Linked DNA regions of Rattus norvegicus: region 1 is linked to region 2. Evidence: chromatin contacts called from public Hi-C data. All regions are on one chromosome and are shown on one strand. Each heading gives the region's core, a stretch centred on a gene start, on an enhancer-like site or on the middle of the called end of the contact. The rest is flanking DNA. Distances are from core to core; before and after follow the strand shown.

Evidence for each region. Hi-C and Micro-C count contacts between places; a contact is called where the count stands out from the background.
Region 1: a contact with region 2 is called in a Hi-C map of hepatocytes, with 7 times the contacts expected there. The contact joins two enhancer-like sites. A contact is called at or near these places in 12 of 12 Hi-C or Micro-C datasets (the A7r5 cell line, the Rat2 cell line, Schwann cells and 7 more) and 1 of 1 datasets of contacts at active chromatin or transcription factors (oligodendrocytes).

The regions. Positions count from the first base shown.
Region 1 is chr11:55,589,489-55,592,832 of GRCr8, forward strand. St3gal6 (ST3 beta-galactoside alpha-2,3-sialyltransferase 6) reads left to right here. Exons shown (of 10, transcript NM_207602.2): 10 at 486-1,462. The coding sequence ends at 572. Among named protein-coding and RNA genes, the nearest start is that of St3gal6, 44 kb to the left of the region's middle. Within about 2 kb of position 1,618, at least 1 of the 93 cell types and tissues checked has an H3K27ac peak or open chromatin away from gene starts, as enhancers often do. A contact at or near this core is called in hepatocytes, where this site is marked.
Region 2 is chr11:55,420,002-55,423,655 of GRCr8, forward strand. No RefSeq gene overlaps it. Among named protein-coding and RNA genes, the nearest start is that of Cpox, 6.1 kb to the left of the region's middle. Within about 2 kb of position 1,305, at least 6 of the 93 cell types and tissues checked have an H3K27ac peak or open chromatin away from gene starts, as enhancers often do. A contact at or near this core is called in hepatocytes, where this site is marked.

The DNA of each region.
Region 1 (3,344 bases), core at 368-2,867, 170 kb after region 2:
GGATCTTCCCTGTAATCCAGGTTGTCCTCTACTTATGATCCTCCCGAGTCCCCACCCTGTGACACAGCTGGAAGGATAAGCATTGGAAAACCATGGCAGGCTCAGAAGTGTTGTTTTAAAGGTGGAGGCAGGAGGATCTGGAGTTTAACGTCCTATTACACAGAGGTGTGAGCGACCTGGGCTAAAAGAAATCCTGATAGAAACCCACCAACCTAGGTTTTATGGGCTCTTATCTCCAGGCCAACTTTTGAAACCCAGTTCCAGGTGCTATCTGACTTAAATTTTTAGTCTCTGAACAACTCAGATGGAAAGTGATATTTGGGGACACTCTCGAGCAAAAACGAGCAAGCAGGGTCCATGTAACTTGTCACTAACATCTGCGCTTATTATGGGAAATTTGTACCATGCAGAGTATTAGAGTATCTTACTTTGATAATGTCTGGAGAGTAGGATCGATGACAAAACTATTTCATTTTCTTTTTCAGAATGCGTATCACAATCTGACTGCAGAACAGCTCTTTCTAAAGAACCTTATAAAGAAAAAAATGGTGATCAACTTGACTCAAAATTGACCGTATAGACTCAAAAGACGACGCTAAACAGTATTAGTTTTATTTTTGTACTGCAAATTTTAGTTTATTTTTAAATATATTGAATGAACTTATCAAATAATTGTGTATATTAGGTCTGTTGCTGCCTGGTGATTTGTAACCATCAGCTACATTTCTGTGAATATATTTATGAAAAACTAAGATTTTTAGTTAAGATATCAGGGAAATATGTAATGATCATGTTTTGATCATGTTGTTTTTAAATATGATCTTTAGTGTTCTGAGGGGTTTTAAAATACCTTTTCAAAGTTTCTTCATCTTAAGAGTTCTAGGCGATTTAACTGACTTCACTTATTCTGACAGTCACATATCATTTTGAGATGCTTATTAAGATTGGTTACTCCCAGGCATGTGACAGGAACCAGGGGCAGGAAACCAGAATTGCCTGGTTGTGGAAGTCCATGGTATCCATAGCGGTTTAATTAAGTTTCCTCTGCAATTAATTAAAGCAGTAATAATTTCCTGTTAGGGAGTAAAGGTAGCCTTGTCCATGTTAGAAAAGCACTCTCACACGATGCATCCTGAGACTTTGGTGTGGGGAAGCAGGTTCTTACTATGTAGCCCATGCAGGCCTTGAACTTGTCTTCTTGCCTCAGCTTTCCAAGTTCTGGGATTACAGCCATGTGCCATTGCACCCTACAGCATCGTTTCTTAAAATTAAGAAGTTTTTTTTTTAAGACAGGGTCTATATAGCTCTGGATGGCCTAGAAACTCCAATGTAGTCTAGGTTGGATTTGAACTCAGAGGTGAGCCTTTCTGTTGGATGAAGGGTGTGTGTCAGTGTTAACTGTTCAAGAAAACTTAAATGTTTATTTGAAGAAAATTAGAACAGTAAAACAATGCAAATAAAACCTTAAGATTTTTTTTTTGTTTATTTGCAAGGGAAAATGTCATATTTCGCATGATTAAATTTTGCCTTCAGTGAAACATTCAGTAGGTCATTCAGGTACATGAGAGAAAAGTCTGATGAAACGTAAACAAACGGTAGCTTGTGAGGCAAAGTTCCACCTTTCGACCTTTAGTACACACAACCAAAGGCTACTGGGGGTAGAATGGGAGGAGGAGAGTGAACAGGAAGTGTTACTGGAACTGCTGGTGTTACTGGCCTCCTCCCTAAAGAGTATAGAATGAAATGTCAGAATCAATGAGATACTGAAGCCGGCTTGTAGGTAGGAGGGATTGGAGGGTAGCTCATGCTGTCAGTGTTCAGCTACCTCACTGGAGGGGCAAGGGGCGCTGGTACTAGCTGACTACATGCCTATGGGTGTTTCCCCCTTACTCCATGGCCACACAGAGCTGGGCTGCCCAGACTCACTTCCATAATAAGGCAGGCTTGAGGATCGTGGAGCTGGCAACAGGGATGGTGGGAGGGGGACCAGGGGAGGAAAAACTAGTTCGAGTATTTTGAAATGATGCTATGCCCACTCTAATATTGGTCATAAAATGGGACTGTTGTCAACATTGAGGAATTTGGCATTTTCTGGACTATGATGTCAAGGTTGTTTTATTTAACCCAGATAATCTGAGCAAGACACACACACACACACACACACATATATATACATATATAATTTATTAAAAACACATTAGAATCTCACTATTTCAACAGCCTAAATTCTAGCAACATATACAAATATCAAGTGACTACAGTACATGCCGAGGTAAGAAAAATACATTCTGGGAGAATATCACTGACACTCGAGCTATTTTCACTTCTGTATTTCAATACATTTTATTTTCACCATTCCCAGTGCCAAAAATGAGAGAGACTACACACAAATTGGTCTAATTGAGATTGGTGCCACAGTTAACCTAGATACCCTATAACCATCCAACTCCCTAGATTTTTGCAGTTCGAGGACTTTCAAGTTCAACCCAACAGAATTAACGACTTCTTTTTACAGAGCCCTGTCAGTTCTCCATGGAGGATTTGGAACCTCCAGTGCCCCCATAATCTCTGGGTTCTCTCTAGTGGTCTTGTCTGCCTTGTTTTTCCCCTCCCCTTTGCTGCTCTTCAGGTGACAATATAGAGAGCCAAGGCATGGAAGCTCTGACTTTTCCTTGCCGCAGCTTTGTGGCTACAACCACTTAATGCTCCCGCCCTAGGGCAGGGGGAGAAGAAGCAGACACATAGAACACACAGTAACTGTAAGGACTATATACGTTCTCTACGTGAATCAACCCATTGTTCAATGGAAAGTGCAAACAGTGAAACATGAATAAAATAACTGGGCTAGTCCTGTTACCCTCAACAGGAATACTGTGATGTACAAACAGCATCTCATAAAGATGCCAACCAGAATTCACACTCTCTGTGCTGGTTCCAAGGATCAAGTGACAGCCAAGTTAGTGTAATTTTCTGAAACCTCCAAAGGCTGTACTTGCCACACTGCCGTCTCTCTATTTCTATAGTCAATCGTGTTATCAGGAAAAGAAAAACCCAGTAAGCCACAGTGACTTAAGTATTGAATATTTTTCAAGCAAAGAATTAAAGCAAAACAATATAACCAAGGGGTTTGGTCAAAAGTGGACTTTCACATTTTACTTGATTGTCTTCCAAAGATTTACCAGACATGTAAGTGACTAAGAACTGAAGATAATCTATAATACAAAAGCTAAAGAAAAAGTACAAAACCAGAAAAAAAATCATTTGAATCAGGCTCAGCTCTATCTGCAAAGGAAAAACACATAAAAGTCTTTTCTGGAAACCATTGGTAGAGTTCAAGGGGAGCA
Region 2 (3,654 bases), core at 55-2,554:
CCCTACCTCTTTCTTAATAAATGTATGCTGTCCTGTCAAACTTTGACTAATAACTTTCTTGATCTCAAATAGATGTCTCAAAGGTATCGTGGTGTTATCCCTGGGTCAGTAGTTTCTCCTGTAATCCCACTTAAATTTGCCGAAATCTCATTTCCAGGGTTACCACTCAGTTTCTCTTCCCTTCCTTAACAGTCACCCATGTTAAATAATTCCCTTTTTAATCATTCATTTTTATAAAATGCCACACAGGTCCATTTTATAAAAATGCCACATGGGTGCATTTATAAAACACACACTTTGCACCCTGAGAATATAGCTCACAGACTGAGAAAGTAACACGACTGACCAGTGACCACTAAGAACATTGTGATCTGCCTAGTGATTGTGGGCCAAGGAGGTGACTTGAAGTTCATGCTTTACACAAAAAGGCAAAGGTGTACAACTGACGTTTGAACTATGTAATCGGGAAAGTTGAAATAGATAAATCGGGATAAATAGCTATCTTCCTACCAAGAAGAACCATGAAGAAGAAAAAAAAAACCATGTTTTTCAACACAACCAGAAGCACTTCTACAAGAATTATAATACGTTATTAACGAGTTATTCAAACATGGGATGTTTTACAGTAACTTCTATGAATAATTAGACTTGAATATATAGAAAAGTTGTCCAAGTAGCCAGGGTAGCAGGGTGGTAGTGGTGCATACCTTTAATCCCAGCCCTTGGGGAGCTGAAGCAGGAGGATCTCTTGAGTCTAAGGACAGTCTGGTCTGCAGAGTGAGTTTCAGGATGGCCAGGCCTACATGAAGAAGCCCTATCTCCATCTCTTCTCCAGCCCCCAAAGGAAAAGGAAAAGAAGGAAGGAAGGAAAGAACGAACGAACGAACGAAGGAAGAAAAAGTTGTTCAAATAAATGAAGCAAAAGAGCTAGTTTCCACCCAAAATCTATTCTTTTCTTTTTTCTTTAACAATAACACTCCAGGTTTTAATACAGACATGGCTTCCTCACAAGAAATCACCACCCTCAATTTCTCTTGAAGCTTCTGACCAAATTACAATGTGAAGGGTGTGTGTGTGTGTGTGTGTGTGTGTGTGTGTGTGTGTGTGTGTGTGTGCATGCACACATGTGTACCTGGGTTTAGCCTTTAAAGGAAGGGAGGCTCTCCTCTTTGGCCTTTCCTCTGCAGCCAGGATACAGACATAAGGCAGGAATTAGATCAGCTACTTTGAACCTATTCTTCTTTGAAATGAGTAGTCTGAGAGACGAGATAGAGCAGCGCTCTGCACCCCCAGATCATTGCATCATTGACAGTTGCATCAGAAAGAACAAACCTCTGTCCTTGGGGACTTTGGACTATCTGCACGGGGCCCCATTCTGACACGAGTTACACGTCACTTCCTGTTCGGAAATAAGTAACAATCTAATATGGAAACAGGGAGATTACACACGTATCACCGAACGGTTAAAAAATTCTCATCCTTCCACCCTTTCGTATAAAAAGGACAAGGGGAAATGATGAAGAACACAAATCCAAAATTACTCCCGTTGTGTAATGAACTGAGCAGGTCCTGGGGCAGGAAATCCCCTGTAACTGTGATCAGACTGCTTCCGGCATGGTACCCGTGGTGTTTGCCCTCTTGCAAGTTGGGATGCAGACTTCCAGCAATGAAATTAAATTTTGAGCTGAAGGGATGGCTCATTGGGTTCAAGCGCTTGCTCCAAAACCTGATGAATGTCCTAATTTTGATCCTGGGAACCCACTAGGTAGGAGGAGAGAACTGACTGGCAAAAGGTTGCTTCTGACCTCCGCAAGTGCTTTGATGCAAACATGCACATGTGCATATAAACACTAATTAGTTAATTAGTTGATCGATTGATTAGTTAATTAAATGTAATTTAAATCTTTAATGGAATTTAATTTCCAGGATTAAATGAGGATTGATGACAGTCATCTGATACTATTCATATACTAGTAACAAATTTGAATTGAAGATCATTTAAAGGGTCAGTCACTATAACTAATTTAATTTATCTTACTACAGCTGTAGAACACACACATCACAAAGTCTGGCTCATGCATGGGAGGATTGGAAAGGAGGAAAAATAAGGGGGAGATTATGTAAATATTGTACTATAATCTCAAATGGTGTAACAGTAGAGTATGACCACTAGAGGGCAGTCATGTACTAGCCGTTCTCAAATATTTACCGCTGTATGTAGGAAATCCTCTAGCTGCAGATGATGGGCCTGTGAATCTGCAGTTTACTCAAGGGTACATACAAGCAAGGTTAAGAGGATAGCTTATGAAGTCTAAATAGCAGGCTTTGCAACTTGGATTTTTCCCTTCGAGAATATTTATTTGAATTTCTTGATCCTAGGCTCCCTGATCCATCAAAAGGATAGAAATAGAACCTACCTCTTAGAGCTGTTGTCACCAAATCCTTAAAATTTAAGCTAATTTAAAACACAAATATGGAATAATTATTAATATATTATCAGTACTGTTGTAATAAAGGTGTTCACTGATTTTCTCTGTGAACCCCAGAATACAAGTATTTTTAAAAATAGTAATAATGATGATTCTCTGGTCCTGCAGCCTATTAAAACCTAAGTTCTGACCCTCAGCTGCAATGATTGTGGAATGATGGTCACCAAAATTGCAGGGCAGTGAATGGATGAGGTGAGGGTTATTTTTTCACTCTGTTTCAGACTTTATACTTGACTTGGAAGTGGGTGGGATCCATTACAAAAAGCACTAAGGCAGAGGTCAGATAGCAAAACCAGATTTATACTGGACAAGATCACTGTAGAAGGGGAGGCAGTGGAAATGAAAGATGGGTCTGGAGTCAAGGAAGCAGGGAGCACAAGTCAATAGAAGATTGCCTGGTTTCTAATCTAAGGACGAATCTTCGGAAATGCTAGAATTATTCATATCTATGACTCTGGTGATAACAATTTGAATCTCATAAATGTTTTCCTCTTGTGGGATAAAAATTCTTGACAGTATAACAAGTTTAGTCTACAACTTTGCACATAGCTTCCCTGAGTTATACACAATTCATACGATAAGGTAGCCCTGCAGGTTCCTTCCTAAGTTTTAGGCATTGAGTCCTCCAAAGAGGAGTCTGTGAACTTTGTAACCACAAGGAAAACCTGGGCTGCTTTTCACGGAGCACACCAAGAAGGACCAGCAGTCCTCAGTGAGCGAGGCAGAACTGTAGCTAATGCAACTGGTTTCCCAGAACTGTGGGAGCTTTGAAGTGTCTGACTCCAGAGGTACTGAGAGATATATTTGCCTTCCTTTATCATCCTGAGCCAGAATGGGTGAGGCTGCCATGGGGGGGGATCCAGGGAAGAGGAAAGCAATCATTGTGGCTTGTCTAACAATGTCCTTCACACACTTGTGTCTTGGATGCCTCCTCCCAGCTGATGGGGATACTCAGAGCCTATGGAACCTTTGAGCAGTGTGGCTTAGCATTGCTAGGGATAGCCTTGGAAAGCAATAGTCAGCCCTTGGCCCTTCCATGCTGTTCGCTGGCCGGCTGCCTCATGTGCCCTTGCCTCCAGGAACTGAGCTGCCCCATACTGCCCTGCCACCCTCCTTTAAGCTGTCAGGTACTATTGGGATGAATAGAGTTAGAAACCAGCTAGTC